Linked DNA regions of Mus musculus: all the other regions are linked to region 3. A link is a contact called in public HiChIP or PLAC-seq data. All regions are on one chromosome and are shown on one strand. The core of a region is the stretch at or near the end of the contact, and the rest is flanking DNA. Distances in the headings are between cores, read along the strand shown. Region 1 has its middle 34 kb from the start of 4930483O08Rik. Region 2 overlaps 4930483O08Rik (RIKEN cDNA 4930483O08 gene). Region 3 has its middle 110 kb from the start of Tex36. Region 4 has its middle 35 kb from the start of Gm35364.

Region 1 (4,560 bases), core at 1,608-4,107, 330 kb before region 3:
ATGAGTCACAAGGGCAGGGGTCAGCCCACAGCCTTGTCATGATGTCACTAGCAAAGGTTTCGTTATTTCACTCAAGATCTTGAAGAAAAACACTTCACTCAAAGTGACTTCAAAGTACAAACATGACTCATATGATGAAAAGTGTTCAGTGCTCAGAGTTAAAGCCAGCTTCAGGTATGACTAGACCAATGACCTAATTGGCATCACCCTTATCCCACTGTGATGGCATGGTGGCTCCTGAAGTTCCAGTTTGCCTGTCTATTAGCTGTGTCAGTGGAGGGCTTGTGGTCTTACGTTGGGTCTGGTTACATCATGTGTCCATTTATTTTTTTATTTTTATTTATGTGTACACTTATGTGTCTATGCGTGTATGTACACATATGTACAGTTGCCTGCTGAGGCCAGAAAAGGCTATTGGACCCTTGGTAGCTGGACTTACAGGTGGCTGTGAGCTGTCTGATATGGGAACTTTACTCAGGTCTTCTGGAAGAGCAGCAAGTGCTTTTAACTGCTGAGCCGTCTCTCCAGATCCCGTGTATTTATTTCTGAGCTAAGCATGCAGTCATCTTAACGATTAATTCCTGGCTCCATGCTCTTTCTGAAAGAGTCCTATCTGAACTATAGAGCCAAACAGCTGGGAAAGATAGTCTCAAAGAGCGACCAGAAGAAGCGGATGCCCTGTTGGCCTGAAAGCGTTGAATTTCCACACTGAGAAGCAAATGAGTGAAAAAGCAAAAGAAAAGATGAATAAACCAACCAACCAACCAACCAAAACAAACAAACAAACAAACAAACAAACAAACAAAAAACCAGAACAGCAACAGGCTAGCCACCTGTGGACCTGCAAAGTGGGGGATGGGGAAAAGAAGCCCTGAAAGTAAGCGTTTCTACATCTCCAGTGGGCGAGCAAGCGCCTGTTTCAACACCACACTCATCCTTCAGCCCCTACCCAAGCCTTCATTGTAGGTAGCCCAGCTGGGAGATGCCGTACCTGTCCCTCTGGCTGGATTGCCATCGATTATTGTCAAGTGACTAACTCCAGCCACACACTACATTTTCCTGGGATTATCCCTTCAAATGAATTATATGAATAATAAAGTTTCAATATTTCTCATCCAGCTATTAATCTTAGTGAGCACTAAAGTTCATTGAAAGTGCCGGTACAGTGGTTGGCATCCATTAATCAGGCGTGGAGGAGCCAGCCTGGCGAGGGATCAGCCCTGCCAGTGAAATATGGGCACTTCTTAGAAACTTGGGCTTTTACCTAGCATTAAAGAGCTCACATTAGGGGTACTAAAGTCCTGAGGCCGCAAGGCTGCTAAGCTGCTAGGCTGTAGATCCCTTTCCTGGGATTTTGTGTTGAAAAACAAAAAACAAAAAAACAAAAAAAAAATCAAACCAAAACAAAAAAAACCCAATCCCCAGATCACACTTAACCTACCAGGAGCTTTGATTTTTCCTCAAAGAGTCAATCAGGAAAGAAAGAAAAAAAAAACCCAAAAAGCAAAACCCCCAAAAATGAACTTCATAAACCCAAACCAGTCATTATTAGTGTGGCAAAAACACACTGCTTATGCACAGAATAGTTTACGTTAAATTAAAAACCATAACTTATCTCTGAGACACTCCATTTAGTACATGTGAGGTTAAATATGGTTCAGGGCGGCTCTTTCAATTAAATTGTTCTTCCTTAGCTCTAGTAAATGATATTAAACATAATTTCCTGAAAAGTAGCAGAGATCATTACTCTGTTTGCAAATTGATACTATGTTATTAAAAATAGGAAACATTTGCAGGGATATTGCAGATCTGGGTGCTTTTCACAGAGAACCTCCTATGGGCTTCAGGTTCTATCTGGCCTATGGATGTAAGGGATCAGGATGGGCTGAGGCTCTGTCTCCAACTTAGCCCTGGTTCCTGAAAGACCAGGAAGGAGTTCCCTAGGGCCCCTTTTGTCCTCCAAACATGACTTAAATGTTCCCTGAGTTAGAGAAGCTCCAGGCTGCTAGCTTCCCAATGGTTTTGAGTTGTTTATTTATGTTTGATTTTATAGGCTGTCATTCCTTCTACATAAACTGGCTTTATGACTTTCATGGATTTTTTTTTTTTTTTTTTTTTTTTTATCTTTGCCTGCCCTTTCAAAAAAGGCCTGTCGCAGTTACGGGAAGCAAGGGCAGCCGTCACGTCTGCTTTCCAATCTTGGTCACAGAATGCCTGCAAGTTCATAAACCAGCTTTTAAACAGCTGCTGCTGCTCCCGGGTGAAGTACGTGCCTGGTGAAACTGCCATGTGGTCTGGCCCGTGGTCCTGCTGTGATTCTCCCAGTGGTGATATAGGATACAGGGCATAGGACTGAGTACTGTGACTGCAGTCCTCTGCAAGGGCAGAATCTTGGAGCCAGTGTGGTGTTAAGTCAGAGACCCTGTGCAGGGTTTGGTCAGCTGGGGATGCTGCCACCAGCTTGAGCCCAGGGACCAGAAGGCATTCCTTAGGTAGAGCAGGATGGAGGATCCCCCCCCTTTGAGGGAATTAGACAGGATATGTGCCTGCATGTCCTGACCTTAGTGAGTCACCTGAATGTTGTGACACAGGACAGAGACTCAAGTTGCATGGAGAACTCCCTAAATGAGCTTCATGTGTGGTCTCTTCAGAACCATCTGATCTTCCCACAAAAGGTCCTACCATTCCAGAGGGATCAGTGTCCCCTGGGAACAAGGCCAGCTGATGGAAGGCCTAGGGCCAGGAGCTTATGTAGACATTGCTGCTTGGCTGTCTGGAGGGAGTCCAGGTCACCCCAAGTCTGCGAGTAAGTGCATGGTTCCTACTCTCTCCATACTACCCTCCCGAGCCTGACCACATCCTGGATGCCAGTCTCACTGCTAATGACAATATAAGCACAGAACACTGGTCTCTAAGGGAAATGCCAGACAGAAACAGTGCTCAAAGCCACACCCCATTTGTACTCCAACAGTGTACCCACCTCCCCAGACTCTTGTCAATATCCCACATTGGTTTGAAATAGTTTGTAAAGCAAGTTATAAAATGTATGTGGAATCTGAAACCAGGGATGTGAAGCAGAAGCCAACAGAGCCCATGGTGCTCGTCTCTATCTGTGCCTTTATCTGCTTGTATCTATAAGTGTATAAAAATATTTGAAAATATGTACAAAAGACAAATGTCAATAATTCCCCGGGGAAGCTGGGGTGGCAGGTCAGGTCCTCATGGGACTTCATTGAAAGTTGTTATTGTTATTACTATTAATTATTATTGTTGAAGCAAGGTCTGGGATACCTAATGAGATACAAATGGCTTTGACCTTACTGTGTAGATCAGGCAGACCTCAAACTTGCAATCCCTCTGCCTCAGCCTCTTGGGTAGCAGGAATTACAGGTGTGCACCATCCTGGCTCCTCAGTTGTACCATCACACTTGGTCTTAGCCAAAGGATCCAGAAGCGCTGCTGAAATCGGCAGTGTTTCAGTGTGAAGCTGTCTTCCTATTTCACATGTGTGGGTGGCACAGATGATTGACACAGAAAACTGACATTTAACTGGGGCCCCGACAAATCCTGTGACATCAGCTAGGAGGATTGGCCTTTGGACCTCTTGTTTCATCTTTGCTGAATCATGAGGCAACCAGAAAGGAAGGGAATAAGGGGGAGAGAGCAAGGGGAGGGAGGAGCAGGAGGGACTTGGCGCTTACAGAGGAGTTGGAGCATGGAATCCAGCGATCCAGTCAGTCCCCGTGGGAATGTTCAGTTCAGAATCATCTGTGCTAAGTTCAAGTGTTGGTCCTGTGGACTCATCTGGATGACCTTGTATGGGACCTCTATCCACTCAGCACCTTTGGGTCTTTATTTATTTATTTATTTATTTAGTCATCTGTAAAATGAGGATGCAGTGACTTATTTATGCTCTGAAAAAATGTGTGGTGCTACTTGAACATCACAGCCTGCAGGGTTCCACAGACCTCTGTTACAAACTGCAAAGGGACACACAAACCCTGGATCGGGAGGGATGACTTGTCTTGGTAGTACAGGCTTCTGGTTCCAGAAGGTTATTCAGAAAGATGAGGCAGAAAGATTGTAATTTCAAAGCCAGCTTGGACTCCAAAGTGAGTTCAAAGCCAGACTGGGTAATGTAGGGGCTCCCCTGTCTTAAGATAGCAGTAAAAAGATGCTGGAAAGATAACTCAAAGGTAGAGTACTCATGTACTATTGTGAGGCCCTGGGTTTACTCTCCAGCACCCCTCCCCCCTACACACACTCAAGTGGAGGCTGGGCTGGTATTGTTTCACGAGTACCTGGATACAGGTGAGAAGATGACGGTATTTTCCTGGGAGACAGCTGATGAAAGTTTCTCTAGAAGAACAGAGCCAAAAGGATGAATATACATGTATGTGTATATGTATACGTATATGTATATATCTCTCTATATATAATTTACTAGATCAGTTTTCATCGAAGTAATAACAGTAGCTGTGGTACACTGGGACTGAGAACCTAATCACTGCTCAACCCTTGCCTCAGGACTCCCCATCTGGGAGGGATCCCCTGGAGGAT
Region 2 (4,516 bases), core at 301-2,800, 350 kb before region 3:
CTCTGCCACCACCCACCCATCCCTCAAACTGTCTTGAAGCCCAGGGAGACAATAGACGAGAGGGAAACCCACAGGCACGCCACTGAGGAGCAGGAGCAAAGATGCTGGGCTCTTGCCTTTTACGTCCTGGAATGCGTTCTGTGGACTTTCTTCGGAACTCCCAGTATGGTCCAGCAGTAGGGCCCATGTGTACATTCCCTTCCATATATTCCTGGTTAACGAGTTATCCAGGGACTTAAAATGACAGATTTGTATTATCCCCCAATTCCAGAAACATGAAACACTGTTAGAGGTCTCTGTCTCTCTGTCTCTCCTTCTGAAGGTAGAGGGGAGACTCTTCCCACTCCTTGGTATTCCCGCATTTAGTGGGCACACTGTTCCTGTAGCTGCCTGAGTCATCACGTGACTAGCTGGGTTTTTGTGTTTTTCTCCCCTTAGATGGACACCATTTCTAATTTGAGGATCCCTCCTAATCCAAAATTACCTCACCTAAAATTGGTCACTGCTGTAAGGACCCTCTTTCCAAATATGGTCGTATGCACAGGCACCATGTGTTAGAACTTGACTCTCACCACGCTCTGCCCACCTGAAATGAAAACAGGACTTGTTTAAAACGCTTACCTTAAATGGACAATATTGACGCTATTGTATCATTCTAAGCTTCTTGGGCAGATTGTAACCCTGTGTTGACACAGCCTTTGGTAAATGAGCTGAGAATTTAACTTTTGATACAGGCCACAATCCCAACTGGGCTTTTCCCACAGAGATATTTATAAATAGCCACAGGTGTTAATTATTAATACATATAAAATATTTATTAAACGCTTTATTTATACCAGGCTCCTGTGCCAGGCACTGGCAAGACAAAGAGAAATGGGGATCAGACTTAGCCCTTGAAGAGCTACTGGTCCATTAGGCAATAATAACTCACAAGTGCATACAGGGGCACTTCTTAACACCTGCTGTATGCATAGCAGAACTCGGCTTTGAGGTCTTTGTTCTCATCTCATCCTTAACAAGACCGGACTGTCCAAGGCAAAATTTATAAATACGGGAGCCACTGCAGAGGATTTTCCTGGGGCACTCAGACTGCAAACTAGGGGATCGTCTCCTGACTCACCCTTTGTTTTTAACCACGAGTTTTGTGTCCTTCCCGGAGTCTCCCTCTGTTTCTCTGTAAACATAAGGTAGCCGTGAGACTCGGCGTATGAAAACATGTGCTGCCCAAGCCTAGTGGCCTAAATTCAATCCCCAGCACCCACGTGGATGTGGAAGGAAAGAACTGACTCCAGAGTTACCTCTGACTTCCGCATGGGTGCCCTCGCCTGCGCTGCCTTCCTGTGTGAGCCTTTGCATATTGCTGCGCACCCCCCCCCCGCATGCGTATATAGCTACAATAATAAATAACTAAACAAACAAATCTAAAACTGAGCAAATAAATGAGAGCATGGGAGGGACTGGCGATGTAGTTCAGTAGGAAGGGGTTTGCTCAGAAAGCATAGAGCCTGGGGTTCAACAGCCAGTGCCACGTGAACTGGATACGATGGTGCGCACCTGTAATCCAAGCACTTGGGAGGTGGAGACAGGATGATTGGCTGCGTAGTGAGTTTGAGGCCAACCTGGATGCACGCAAGATCCTATCTCAAAACAGAAAGGAAGGGGAGGCTGGAGAAATGGCTCACCAGTGAAGACTGCTTTCTACTCCTGCAGAGGACTCAGGTTTAGATCCTAGCACCCAGATTAGGCAACTCAGGGTTCCCTTTAACTCTTCTTCTGGGAGATCTGATACTCTCTTTTGGCATCTGTGGGTACTGCTACACACATGGTGTGCATGCATGCACATGCATGTAATTAAACATAGATAAAAATAGTAAAAAGGAGAGATTTAAACCTTTCAGCATTATCATAGTATACTGCAGCTAATAATAGCATGGTGCCCTTGCCAAACATTATTGCATTTAATCCTTACGATATTCCTTTTGTTTTGTTTGTTTGTTTTTTGAGACAGGGTTTCTCTGTGTAGTACTGGCTGTCCTGGAACTCACTCTGTAGACCAGGCTGGCCTCAAACTCAGAAATTCACCTGCCTCTGCCTCCCAAGTGCTGGGATTAAAGGCCTGTGCCGTCACTGCCCCACCCTTACAATATTCCTATGAAATCTAGATTTGACATGATTCCCATTTTAGTGAGTTCTATTGCACATCTTCTCCAGGTGGCCAAGGCAGGGTGATCTGTTGTTAGAGGTCAGCTTTGGCAGCATAAGATAACCCCACCTCAAAAAGAAAACTTTCCTTTCTTCTTTCTTTTTTTGTTTTTGTTTTGTCTGCTTGTTTTTAAGATTGGGTCCCGTTATATAGCTCTAGAACTTATTATATAGTTCTAGAACTTACTATGTGAGTCAGGGTGGCCTTGAACTCAGATATCCGAATGCCTGTCTCCCAAGGGCTGGGATTAAAGGTATGTACCACTGCTGACAGGCATGTGCATTTTCTTCTGCAGGTGGACACAGCTGAACTCCTGACGGTGGCAGTCATTTAACAAGGCCACGGCCTTCTTTCACGTTCCATGATTGTGCGGTACTGACCCCACTTGTGAAGGGACCCTGGCCCATGTGGTGAGAGTAGGAAGTGGTGGGCTGCAGGGGAGAGCCACATCTTCCTCATGGCTCCAGCCAGAGCGTGATACGGTGTCCATTCCTCTTCTTTAGCATTCCTGAAACCCACCAGGAGCATTCCAGGACCTGGCAGATTTCTCTCTGTGCTAGTTGCTAGAAAGCCCACTCCTACTCATTTGTACCTTGCCAGTAGCCCTGGTTCCATCCAAGATCTACTCCATAGCTGTTCCATACACTGTTGTCTTTCCAAGCTGGCTGCCTACTGGCCGATGGGAAGCAATTACCCTGAGGAGGGGCAGGGAGCTCTGCATATCTGTTTTTCTAATCTCCTCTGATCCTTTCTCTCCTACTCTATCAGGCTGCCTCAGGCTAGTTGTATTTTTCCACCTAAGGTTATACTCCCCACCAATTAAGTACTGAATCTACCTCGTTTATGTAAGTGTCTAGATTCTTTTGCTCTGTTGAGACAGGGTCTCTCTCTCTCTAGCTCTGACTGTCCTGGAGCTCTCTGTGTAGATCAGGCTGCCTTGAAGTCAGAGATTCATCCTCCTCTGCCTCCAGTGTGCTGCTGAGAATAAAGGCATGTTGTCAACACAACCCGGCAACGTCTCCTTGTTAAAGCGTTCTCTATTTCAATGGTTTATAACGTATTTTATAAGCTTGTTCAGTGATGACCTCCGCCTCGCCACCTCAGGCAAATATCTAACTCCAGAATGTTTAAAACAGATTTATATTTTTATTTCATGTGTATGGGTTTTGTCTGCAAGGAGGTATATGTGCCAAGTGCTGGGATTAAAGGCATGCGCAACAACACCCGGCTGGTGGCACACATCTTTAATCTCAGCACTTGGGAGGTCGAGACAGTCAGATCTCTGTGGGTTCAAGGCCAGCGTAGTCTACAGAGCAAGTTCCAAGAATTTTGGGGATCTCTGAGGTGGCTCAGAAGATAAAGGCACTTGCTCCCTTCGATGGTTTGTATATGCTTGGCCCAGGAAATGGCACTATTTGGAGGTGTGGCCTTGTTGGAGTAGGTGTGTCATTGTGGATATAGGCTTTAAGACTCTCATCCTAGCTGCCTGGAAGCCAGTATTCTCCTAGCAGTCTTCTGATGATGTTAAACTCTCAGCTTCTCCTGTATCACGCCTGCCTGGATGCTGCCATGCTCCTGCCTTGATGAAATGGCCTGAACCTCTGAACCTGTAAGCCAGCTCCCAGTTAAATGTTGTCTGTATAAGAGTTGCTTTGGGGGCTGGAGAGATGGCTCAGTGGTTAAGAGCACTGACTATTCTTCCGAAGGTCTTGAGTTCAAATCCCAGCAACCACATGGTGGCTTGCAACCATCCATAAGGAGATCTGATGCCCTCTTCTGGTGTTTATGAAGACAGTTACAGTGTACTTATTACATATAATAACAAATAAATTAAAGAGTTGCTTTGGTCATGGTGTCTGTTCACAGCAGTAAAACCCTAATGACTTGAATTCCATCCCTGGGACCCACACAGTAGGAGAGAACCAACTCATCCATAGGTTATCTTCTGACTTCCACATATATAGTGGCACATGTGACCATTTACCCAAATACATACATATTTTTAAAAATGAAGAAAGAAATCTTTAGAGCCAGACATGGTGGTGGTGGTGATGACATTATTTCAAGAAACTAATTAGTTAATTAAATAAATATTAAAAATGATAAAAAAGAATCATGAGGATTGGCAACCTCCTCTACCCTGTCACGTCTAGAATTATCAGCCAGGGAAGGCTCCATTCTGAGAGTGGCTCAGTCACTTGCCTGACGTGAAGGTTGAAGCAGCTCCCACTGGATGGCTGGGGTGTAAAGTGGTCACAGCCTTTCGGTTCTTGTGAATGGATGAAACCCCCACTTCTCAAAAGAAGTCTCCTT
Region 3 (5,002 bases), core at 537-3,036:
AGAAATTTCCACAGCATGGAACCTTCCTCCCCCATTAGCAGGCTTCTGAGCCCTGTATGGAGCTGGAAGACAGAAACACACTCATGCGCATCTCTTTACTACATTCACTCACTCACTCATTCATTCACTCATTCATTCATTCATTCATTCACTCATTCATCTGCCAAGTATTTATTGAATCACCTCCACAGGTCAGGTGAAGTGGTCTTATGGATCCTGAAGAAGAAAAAAAATCTGTGTGTGTTTGTTTTTCATTGTTGAAGCAAAAGTACCTGGGGTTACAAAGCAGGAGAAAGTTCAGGTCTCATGGTTTCAGTCTATGATCGGCTGGCTCTGCTACATTCACACCTGGGGTCAATCAGAAATAGAGTAGAAGACTGTGATAGGGAAATTTGTTCATACTGGAGAAGGAGAGAAAGGGAAAAGGAAGAGGAGGAGGAGGGAGAGGAAGAGGAAGAGGAAGAAGAGGAGAGAGCTAGGACATGCTCCCTCTTCTTTCTATACACATACTTCCTCCAACCAAGCCCCAGTCTAGCGGCACTTAGTTAGGTCAGAGCCCTCAAGGTCCAACCAAAGAATCTAAGACCTGGACTTAGGATTCCCTAGGCAACAGCCACCAACTTGACAAGAACACATTTTTTTTTAATGTGCCACCAAAACACTGACTCCTGGGTCTCTATTTTCTCTTTCCAGATTTGATCTAGGAAGACCACATCTGTGTGAGCACTGAAGTCCTTTAAAGTATCAATTGCCATTAATATCCTCAAATTCCAGAACAAAGATGAGACAGGCATACTCCTTACTTTGCCCAACTCAAAGGCAATAGGTTATGCAGCCTCCTGCCCACAGGGTCATCTGCAAAAGACGGAAGTGTGAGTAGGCCACCAGAGCCCTGATGGAGGCCTTCTTCAGATGAGGTAAGCTTCCATCTTTTACTGGCTGTGCCCGAAAGTTCCTCTGACTCACAGCGCTGTCTCTCCAAGGCTGCAGCCAGCTTTGTGAAAACCCTGTGGGTGCATGGGTGACTCTTCACCATGTGGTTTCTCAGAGAGTCATGCTCTGTCATGACTGCAGAACCTGGGCACCTGAGGAGATGCGGTTCCCACCTCCTCACAGACACAGCAAGGAAGAGCCATGCCTGGAGGAAAGCGTTGAGATGGCTGCTGCAGCAAGCTGAGAGCTGGACAGGGCAAGTCACATGGCTTAGCCCTAAGCCCACGATTGAGAACAGTGTCTGAGAAGACAAAGGTGTGACTCCATGCAAGTCCTTCTTCAGCTCTCAATGCTACGGGGTAGGGATGTGGGCTGGCCTCAGATGGACTCCCTTCTGTTGATCATAGCTAGGAAACTGTGTTCGAGGTCACCTGGCAGGTTGCCTGAACGTTCACATTCCTGTCTGGTAGTTGACTGGCCACCAACTGGATGACTAGGATAGCTGGCCATGCATTTCTTACCTCCCAGTAGACTGGCTTGAGTCCCTTTACATGTGGGTGGCTTGGTTGCAGGGGCAACAAGACAGGCAGTTGCCATGTGTAAGTACTTCTCAAGCCCTCACTTGTGGGTTTGCTAACATCCCAGTACTCAAAGGGAGGCCCGAGGTCAGTCTGGCAGGGAACTATCACAGTGGGTAGATAGAGGGGGTCAAATAAATTATGGTTGTTATTGTAATCTGCCACAAGCACCTCGCCCAAGGCGCACAATCAATGCACAGCAGATCCTCTGTGGTCCTCGGGGCTGACAGGCCTGTGGCAAACACTGCCTTACATGCCCCTAATGTGTTCCAGACACACCGATCACTCCCTGCATGGCCTTGGAAACCGCCTGGTCCTCATCAGACCCCCAAGTTCCTCTGATCCCTGGAGCCTCCTGTCTCAGCAGCTAGATAGAAATAAATGTGCAAATGTATTTGTACAACCTTTAGGGAAACAATGTAAATGTCTCAGAAGCAAAATTGGCTTTCAGGGGGAAAAAATAATCCATGCATGTACAGTTCCTGGATGGTCCTGTGCCAGCAGTCCTGTCTGGTGAAGTCACAGCTGGTAGTTCCCTGGCCTCCTGGCACAGCCAAGCAACAATTTGCAGGGTGTTGCTTGACGTGGGTTCCCCCAAAGGATCGAGGAGCCCCTTGGGTACTCAGATCTCAGCAAATGAGCTTTAGTCATGTCTACACAGTCGGATCAGCTCACCAGTCTTGCATCACATACCTGGAAAAGGGCAAAAATCTATTTTCCAAATCAGAGAGGGCGGAGAATGGGGAAAATGTGTTCTTTGTTATTGCAATTAGTCACGCTCTGGAATATCCTGGGGAAAGTCTGCTCTCCGGTTATTATTGACACAGTGAAGTGGAGGAGGTTACAAAGAAACCTGTGGGCTCCGTTAATTAACCTCTCTGTTATTTTTATTTCTTTATGCATTTTCCTGACAGACCGAAGATCACAAAGTCATGTCCTGTTAGAACTGTGGGTGTCCCTACATTGACGGAGCCCAAGCCTCCTGCTTCCCAGACACAGGAGGGTGGTGGACAGTCAACCTTTGGGAAAGCAATGAAAATGTGAACTACGCAGAGCAGGGGGAGGGAGGTTTGTATGTCTCAAAGTCCCCTTGCTTCTTAAGATGGTCATTCCTCTCTGCTCTACTAGCTTCAAAAGCTGTTCATATCCTCCTCCCGAAAGCCTTCCTAGATGGATTTCTCCCTCTGCAGTAATGTGTAACCTTTCAAGTACCTTTAGTAAATCTAAGGTATTCTGTCCAGATCTCCACTGTAAGCATTTTCTAATTACATGTGTGTGTGTGTGTGTGTGTGTGTGTGTGTGTGTGTGTGTGTGTGTGTGTGTTCTTACACTATGTGAAACCTCAGGTTGTCAGGCTTAGTGGCAGGTGCAATTCCCACTAAGCCATCTGCCCATCACCCCTTCATCCCCTCCTTAGAACCAAAGCAATCATCATTTATACAGAGCCACTCACAGCTTCTGTGCTCATTGGTGACTGCCACTAGCCTCAGGGACTAGACTTTCCCAAGGTTATTTGTTCTTGTCCTTCCCCCAGGGGCAGCCAGTGATTGGCCAAGTTCATGCCATCTCCCTCAATGCGGGGACAGTGCAGAAGGGTGCTGTGCGGTTCAGACACCTCTTCCACACCTCTCTGCTAAATCCTTACTTCATTGAGACTCCACTTTCCATGTGGGACGCCCAGGAAGTTTTGTTCTCATCTAAATGTCACTCACCTCCTGATCTTCTGGGGGCGGGGATAGTGGTGGTTGCGGGACCTGGAATACTTCTTGGCAGCTCCCAGTGTTTGTATGTTTGAAACTGGGTGCTCTGAGCATGGGTGTATTATGTACAGTTTCTAAAATCTACAGGGATAAAGAGGAAGAAGACCATCACTTAAAATTGCCCACGGTTTTCTGTTTGGCATAGGAAGAAGTCATCTGTGCTCCTAGGAACAAACTACACCTCTGTCTGCGTGTGGGAGTGACATTTAAATAGCATTGTCCTGAAAGGAGAGTCCCAAGCCTGCTTGGGATAGAGAAAGTAAGGCCACATTTTTCTCTTGAGCACAGTTTGTTGATGGTCAAGGATGTCTTCGCCAGGTGTGATGGCTACTTTTGCTTGTCAGCTTGACTCCATCTGGAAATAACTACTGAGAAAGGAGGCACACCTGTGAGGGATGCTTACTTCATTTGAAGTAGAAGGATACATTTCTAATCTGGATCTTGAGGCAAAAGACCCATACTTTTGATGCAGATTTTTAGAGCTGGGTCTTCACCTCTAATCTGGGCCACACCTACTGGAAGCCTGAAAGACATGGACAAATGAAGTTTTATGCCTACTCGGTCTCACCTTGCTAGTAAGTCCATTCCTTCACTGACATTAAAGCTACCTCTTCAGGGTTCCAGTGTAGACTGAAGGCCAGCTAAGATGCCCAGCCTTGTGGATTGAGCAACTACTGGATTCTTGGCCTTTCCATTCACAGCCAGCCATTGTTGAATTAGCTAGACTGCAACTTGTATGTCATTCTGATAAATTCCCGTTACACCCACACACACTCTCGAGGAGGGGGAGAGAGAGGGGGGGAGGGGGAGGGGGAGGGGGAGAGGGAGAGGGAGAGGGAGAGGGAGAGAGATTCAGTCTATAAATTCTGTTACTCACGAGAAACCTGACTAATACACTATACACTGGGTAAGGAGTTCCATATTAGATAAGACTACAAGGATCCCATCAGAAACCAAGTGCAGGTGATTCCAGAACTGTGTCAAGGTCACTGGCGTAATGGTTTATGTCCATTTGGGAGAAGTTATGCTAGAGTGAGGGGCTTCCATGAGCAGGATCAATCTGGAGATAGAGGAATATGATGAAAGCTGTCACTCACTCCTTTGATGAGGTAGCTGCCCTTTCAGAATGATAACCCTAAGTAGACCGCTGAAAAGAAGGACCCCAGGGAATTACATGGCCAATATGCTCTACATGATGGTTTCAGATGTAATTTACACACTTCCCTCATCCATGCCGTTTCTCCGATGTCACCTCCATGCTCTGTGTCCACCATCATAGCCTAGTCTCCACTAATCTTTGTAGGACTTTGTAGGGTGGGTGCTGAATCAAGTTAATATATATAAGGAGAGATCCAGCCATCTAAGGACCAGAGTGGTGTAGGGCACTGACCCTGAGGTGGTCTTGGGCCCCAACACTGTGCTTTGAGTCACTCAGAGAATGTGGGTCTATTGATTCTGTTACCGGGCTAATATAGTATGGATTTCACTAATGTGGGGACAGTGTAGAAGGATGCTGTGGGGGTCAGACACCTCTACTACAGCCCTCTGCTAAATTTGTACTTCTGTGAGGCTCCAAATTCCATGAGGGGCCCCCAGGAAGTTTTGTTCTCATCTAAATGTCACTTACTTCCTGGTCCTCTGGGCCCCTAACTCATTGCTTGACTGGCATTTGAATTGCCTGGGGCAAGAGAGTTTCTAGTGTTTCTGAGTGAGTGTTCCTAAGGACCCAGA
Region 4 (4,758 bases), core at 1,389-3,888, 410 kb before region 3:
ATAATAATAAATAAATCTCTGGGACGGAGCAAGGAGCAAGAAGGGACTGAGTGAACAGGGCTGACTGGAGCAAGCAGAGGTCCTAAAATTTAATTCCCAACAACCACATGAAGGCTCACAACCATCTGTACAGCTACAGTGTACTCACATACATCAAATAAATAAATCTTTAAAAAAAAGAAAAATCAACTTTGGCATATTTTCCCTAGTCTGAGACAAGTGGTCAATATTTACAGAAAAGTAAAAAGTCACTACGTGAGAGGTTTGGTAACATTAGGAATATTGTGTTACCTATATATACCATATATTATGTGAGAGGCCATACATATAGTTTGGTGTGATGAGAGATACAGATTTCAAGCATTCCAAAATATGTAAAAATATAAGAATATCTATAGGTCAAATGGGAAATGAAATATAAAACATATGCAGATTTTTTATTTAAAAATATTCTCTAGTGAATGAATTTAATCTTAATATATACATATATGCATGAGACAAAAAAAAAGTGTTATCTCTTCATGCTACAGTTGAAAGTGATTCCCTAAAATATATAATGGAACAGTTATTTGTTCGCTTTCTTCCCACTGCCCTGTATGTGGCCATGTTCTGCTCGGAGCATGTGTTTCCTGACATCAAGAAAACACTGCAAGTTCCCAGGACAACGGGGACAGAGCTGAAGCTGGGGACAGAAGCAGGGTGCTCCCTAGGCTACTTCTGTCTGGTTTTCCAGCCACCCAGACCCTGACTTGGGGCGTGAGTCCTTAAAATAGCTACAGTACAAGTAGGTATATGAAAGTGGAGTGTCCTTCAGAGTTCAAGCTACTACAAAATGATACCTGTCCCCTCCAGGGAATCCCAATTCAGAAGTCAGAATTAAAGTGGCCAATTATCTCTGAGACAGGGAGAGAGAGACAGCCTTGGAACGTTGCATCCATGAGGACAGTAATTTGTAAATGCTAAATGGTATCCCCCTTCATACAATGTGGCAAGGCATATATGTCTTAAAACCAGCTTGAGCCAGGTATGGTGATACACTCCTGCAATCCAAACACTTGGGAGGCGTAGAGAGAGGGCTACAGAGATCGAAAAAAAGACCAGCCTGAGCTAAACAAACAGCAAGTTCAGGGGTAGCCTTAACAATTCATATATAGGGTCTCAAAAATCAAACAAGCAAGAGGGGTGGTGGTGGCGCATGCCTTTAATCCCAGCACTCGGGAGGCAGAGGCAGGCGGATTTCTGAGTTCGAGGCTAGCCTGGTCTACAAATGAGTACCAGGACAGCCTGGGCTATAGAGAGAAACCCTGTCTCAAAACAAAAACAAAACAAAAAAACCAAACAGCACTCAAATATTTTATGTGGAATTAAGGTTCCCAGAACTTGCAGTTTTTACAGTTCTCGCTGAAATGTGTCACAGCCAGAGGGCTGTGGAGCTTCTACTTGAAAAAGCAGGCCCACACAGACCCTGCTGGACATGTGCATCAAGTGAACACCCCTTGCTAGTCTCAGGACATAACTGCTGCTAACAATGTTGACATCTATTAGTCCTTTGGACAGGATCTGTTTCTTACTAGTTACTCTGCTCTACACAATACAAGGAAGAAAACTGACAAAGCTATGGGCTTTTCTTAACCAAATCATGGTGACACAAGCCCCACTGGGCACCTGAGAAATGGGACATGGTGTGCAGGGCCCTTGAAGATGTCCAGGTTTCCTTAGACTGATAGCATGCACGCAAGGCTGCATGAATGCCCCACTGAGGATCATCTTGATGCCTACATCCAGCCAATGTTACTTACTGTTACTGATGGGGAGAGAGAAGAGGGAGGAAGTCATTTGACATCTCACTGCATCTATTACTTCTGCTACATCTCTATGTGCATCTAGCAAGATAAGAGGTTGGAGAAGTGGTTCAGTGGGTAAAAAAAAAAAAAAAAAGCTGCCTCCCATATGTAAGGACCTAAGTTTCCATTCCCAGAAGCCAAGTAAATAAAGTCAGAGAGGTAACATGAAGGGTAATCCCACTTCTCTGATGGTTCAAATGAGAGGCAGACACAGGAGAAAAGGCCGGGTCCTGTTGGCAAGAACAGGCACTGGTCTCGGGTCCCTGCCTTCTGGCACCTAGCCCATAAGAACACACCGCTCCCTGAACTCTGACCTTCCACTGGAGCCCGTAGTTCTAAGAAATTCTGTCTGGCTTGTTTTCTTCCAGATGCTACAATCCCAGTTATCCCCAAGCCACATCTGACAGAAGGCTTCTGATCTGGGGCCTAGGGTGAGAGAGAAAAAAAAAAAGAGCCCTGGGGCAGCTGGGAAAGTGGGCAGCTTGGGATCAGAACTCCCTGATCCAGCCTGGGTGAATCGAAACTACAGACAGCAGGCTGGAAACAGGCTACAACGGTCCCAGCCACCATGTGTATACACACTGGGCTGGCTGGCTTCCAATGCCCAGCTCACTCAAAAACAGTTCTGGAACTGGAGTGTTCCAACAGATCGCCAGGGTCGGCCGAGCTGCCTGGCCCAGAGCAGACCCACGGTTATGCCCCTGTTCCTCAGGAAGCTCTGGGACCCAGTCGGTGGCCTGCCTCAGCCTCTGTGCCAGCCTTTTACATCAGGCAAAAGGTCTTTTCCTAGCACTGGGTCTGTCCTCCCACACCCTCCCTTTTAAGGAGTGGAGTGCTGGCTCTGCGGCTAGCACTCACAGTAACTCCCTGCTGATTCAAAGACTCCAAAAGAAGAAAATTACAGGAGCGTCCTTGCTATTTCCGCCTTCATTGTCTCCGGGCTTGCACTTTTCTCAATTCACCCCAGAGTTTATCCTTACTATCACCAGGCAACAATCATGAAAAAATACCTCTCCCCCCAAAATGCTCAGTGACGTACAGTGTGCGGGTGAAAAAAAAGATTTCAATGCTAATACTGCTCCCCCACCCCTAGATTTTTATGAAACCTTAAATGGCCGTTTTCTTGAAGAAGTGAGCCATTTTCAAACACCAGCATCACTTGGCTCCAAAGCTGCTTCTCGTGGGGGGGGGGGGGGGGAAGGGACCACCCATGAATCTTCCACATGAATAAAAATTACATTCTACATAAATTAAATATATAATTTGATTAAACATGTTTATGTCTTTGTGATGACATTTAAAATAGAAGTAATCATTTTCTTTTTTTTTAAACAAGAAAAACTCTTTCAAATATAATTCGAAGCTGTCAAACCAATCTTCTGCTACAGATCTTTTAAATGTCACATACCTTCAAAAGGAGATGGCAGTTTCCTTTTAAATATGCAATTCCAAACAGTGCGCTCTGAATCAAGACTGTATTAAAATACACCGCTGGCATTTATCCCGACTTAAGTAGCGCCCTTTCCCCCTCTCTCTGAGTGGATGGGCTTCTATGGTAGATGTGCTTGGAAGCCCCGCAGAGGTGTCCCTCCCCAGGACAGCTCTCTCGGTTCGGGGAAGAGCCAGTAAGTGCGACAGCAGTTGACTGCACACCACAGGGCTGGACACCAAACCCACTCCTCATACCTTATGAGGGCAAAGGTGTCCTCTGCTGAATCTGGCTCATGCCCAATCCAGATGCCTCACTGAACTCTGTGTAACCCACTTTTGGCATAGCGTTGATGGCCCATTGTAAGACAGTGTTAATCAAATGCAAGAAAAACTCCCAGCTCATTCTCATAAGTCAATGACCTACATATTCAATTGCTTATTCACCATCCCGGTAGCAAACACTGCTATATTTAAACCCAGCACAGCTATATCTTTTTTCTCTAAAATGCTTAGAGACAAATAATCCTTATGTCCCAGCCTTCTTCCTCTTGTCGGCATCAAGCGTTTGGGGAACTCAAAAGAGCCCACTGTTCCATCTCTCTAACCTGGGATAGGAAGAGACATTTCCATAAACAGCAACAGTCCCGCTGCAACTCTAGCATAGCACCTGGCTCACAGTAAGTGCTCAGGGGGTAAAAACAGATCAGATGACTTCAAGTTAGTTAAACACAGGTGACAAGCATGTCACATACAAAGCGTGCAGCATATATCACAGCAAGGACCAACATCCTAATTAGCTTGGGCCACAAGAGAGGAAAGGGAAAGATAAGAGTTTGGCGATAAAATGAAAGACTGGTGGGAACCACGCAGTTCAGCCACTCCCATCCCTTAGTGTTTCATCCAAGCTTTAAGGAAGAGCGTGAATTGAGCAACCGAATGTCCAAGATGACGTGAACTATTGGGGCAGAGTATCTGAAATAACACAAGGAATCCACCCATTCCCCCACCAAGAGGCAGATAGCTGCAGCACTAAGGTGGAGCCAGTAGGACTGGGAAACTTCAAGACAGCCAATCATGTAGAGGAGTGTGAAGGGGGCGGAGCACACTTCTCTGTGGTGCTCAGGTACAGCCAAGGGAGAATGTCACTCATCAATCCTGAATGGGAACTAAGCACTTACAAGCTCCAAGCCATCACCACAGGATCTGGCTGTCAGTAAGTAGTGGCTCAGGGGGGAGACTGAGGCAAGACAAGAGGATTGGTATGGACTACATAATAAGACTCACCTAAAACTACAAAAAGTTGTGAATGAAGGTCAAAGCAGGAGGGAGGGCAAGGAGGCAGGAAAGAGCAGGAGCAACTACCACCAAAATTCTTACTACAGCGATAGCCGATTCCAGTCACTGAGGCTTGAAGAAATCCAGCGAGAGAGTCCAAGGACCTGTTCTCTTTAGAATTCTGGCAGATTTCCTTTCCAGGGTGGCA

What was found. HiChIP or PLAC-seq counts read pairs in DNA pulled down with a chosen protein or histone mark.
Region 1: a FOXA1 HiChIP or PLAC-seq map of pancreatic cancer cells shows a contact between it and region 3. The contact joins two enhancer-like sites. A contact is called at or near these places in 1 of 484 Hi-C or Micro-C datasets (embryonic stem cells), 1 of 115 datasets of contacts at active chromatin or transcription factors (pancreatic cancer cells) and 1 of 9 other capture datasets (embryonic stem cells).
Region 2: a contact with region 3 is called in a FOXA1 HiChIP or PLAC-seq map of pancreatic cancer cells. The contact joins two enhancer-like sites. A contact is called at or near these places in 3 of 484 Hi-C or Micro-C datasets (embryonic stem cells and nephron progenitors), 1 of 115 datasets of contacts at active chromatin or transcription factors (pancreatic cancer cells) and 1 of 9 other capture datasets (embryonic stem cells).
Region 4: a contact with region 3 is called in a FOXA1 HiChIP or PLAC-seq map of pancreatic cancer cells. The contact joins two enhancer-like sites. A contact is called at or near these places in 4 of 115 datasets of contacts at active chromatin or transcription factors (the NIH/3T3 cell line, astrocytes, embryonic basal ganglia and 1 more).

The regions. Positions count from the first base shown.
Region 1 is chr7:133,159,549-133,164,108 of GRCm38.p6, forward strand. No RefSeq gene overlaps it. Among named protein-coding and RNA genes, the nearest start is that of 4930483O08Rik, 34 kb to the left of the region's middle. Within about 2 kb of position 2,858, at least 30 of the 459 cell types and tissues checked have an H3K27ac peak or open chromatin away from gene starts, as enhancers often do. A contact at or near this core is called in pancreatic cancer cells, where this site is marked.
Region 2 is chr7:133,139,246-133,143,761 of GRCm38.p6, forward strand. 4930483O08Rik (RIKEN cDNA 4930483O08 gene) reads left to right here. Exons shown (of 3, transcript NR_046279.1): 3 at 2,499-3,212. Among named protein-coding and RNA genes, the nearest start is that of 4930483O08Rik, 13 kb to the left of the region's middle. Within about 2 kb of position 1,551, at least 5 of the 459 cell types and tissues checked have an H3K27ac peak or open chromatin away from gene starts, as enhancers often do. A contact at or near this core is called in pancreatic cancer cells, where this site is marked.
Region 3 is chr7:133,493,100-133,498,101 of GRCm38.p6, forward strand. No RefSeq gene overlaps it. Among named protein-coding and RNA genes, the nearest start is that of Tex36, 110 kb to the right of the region's middle. Within about 2 kb of position 1,787, at least 27 of the 459 cell types and tissues checked have an H3K27ac peak or open chromatin away from gene starts, as enhancers often do. A contact at or near this core is called in pancreatic cancer cells, where this site is marked.
Region 4 is chr7:133,086,478-133,091,235 of GRCm38.p6, forward strand. It overlaps a transcript of Ctbp2 not described here. Among named protein-coding and RNA genes, the nearest start is that of Gm35364, 35 kb to the right of the region's middle. Within about 2 kb of position 2,639, at least 149 of the 459 cell types and tissues checked have an H3K27ac peak or open chromatin away from gene starts, as enhancers often do. A contact at or near this core is called in pancreatic cancer cells, where this site is marked.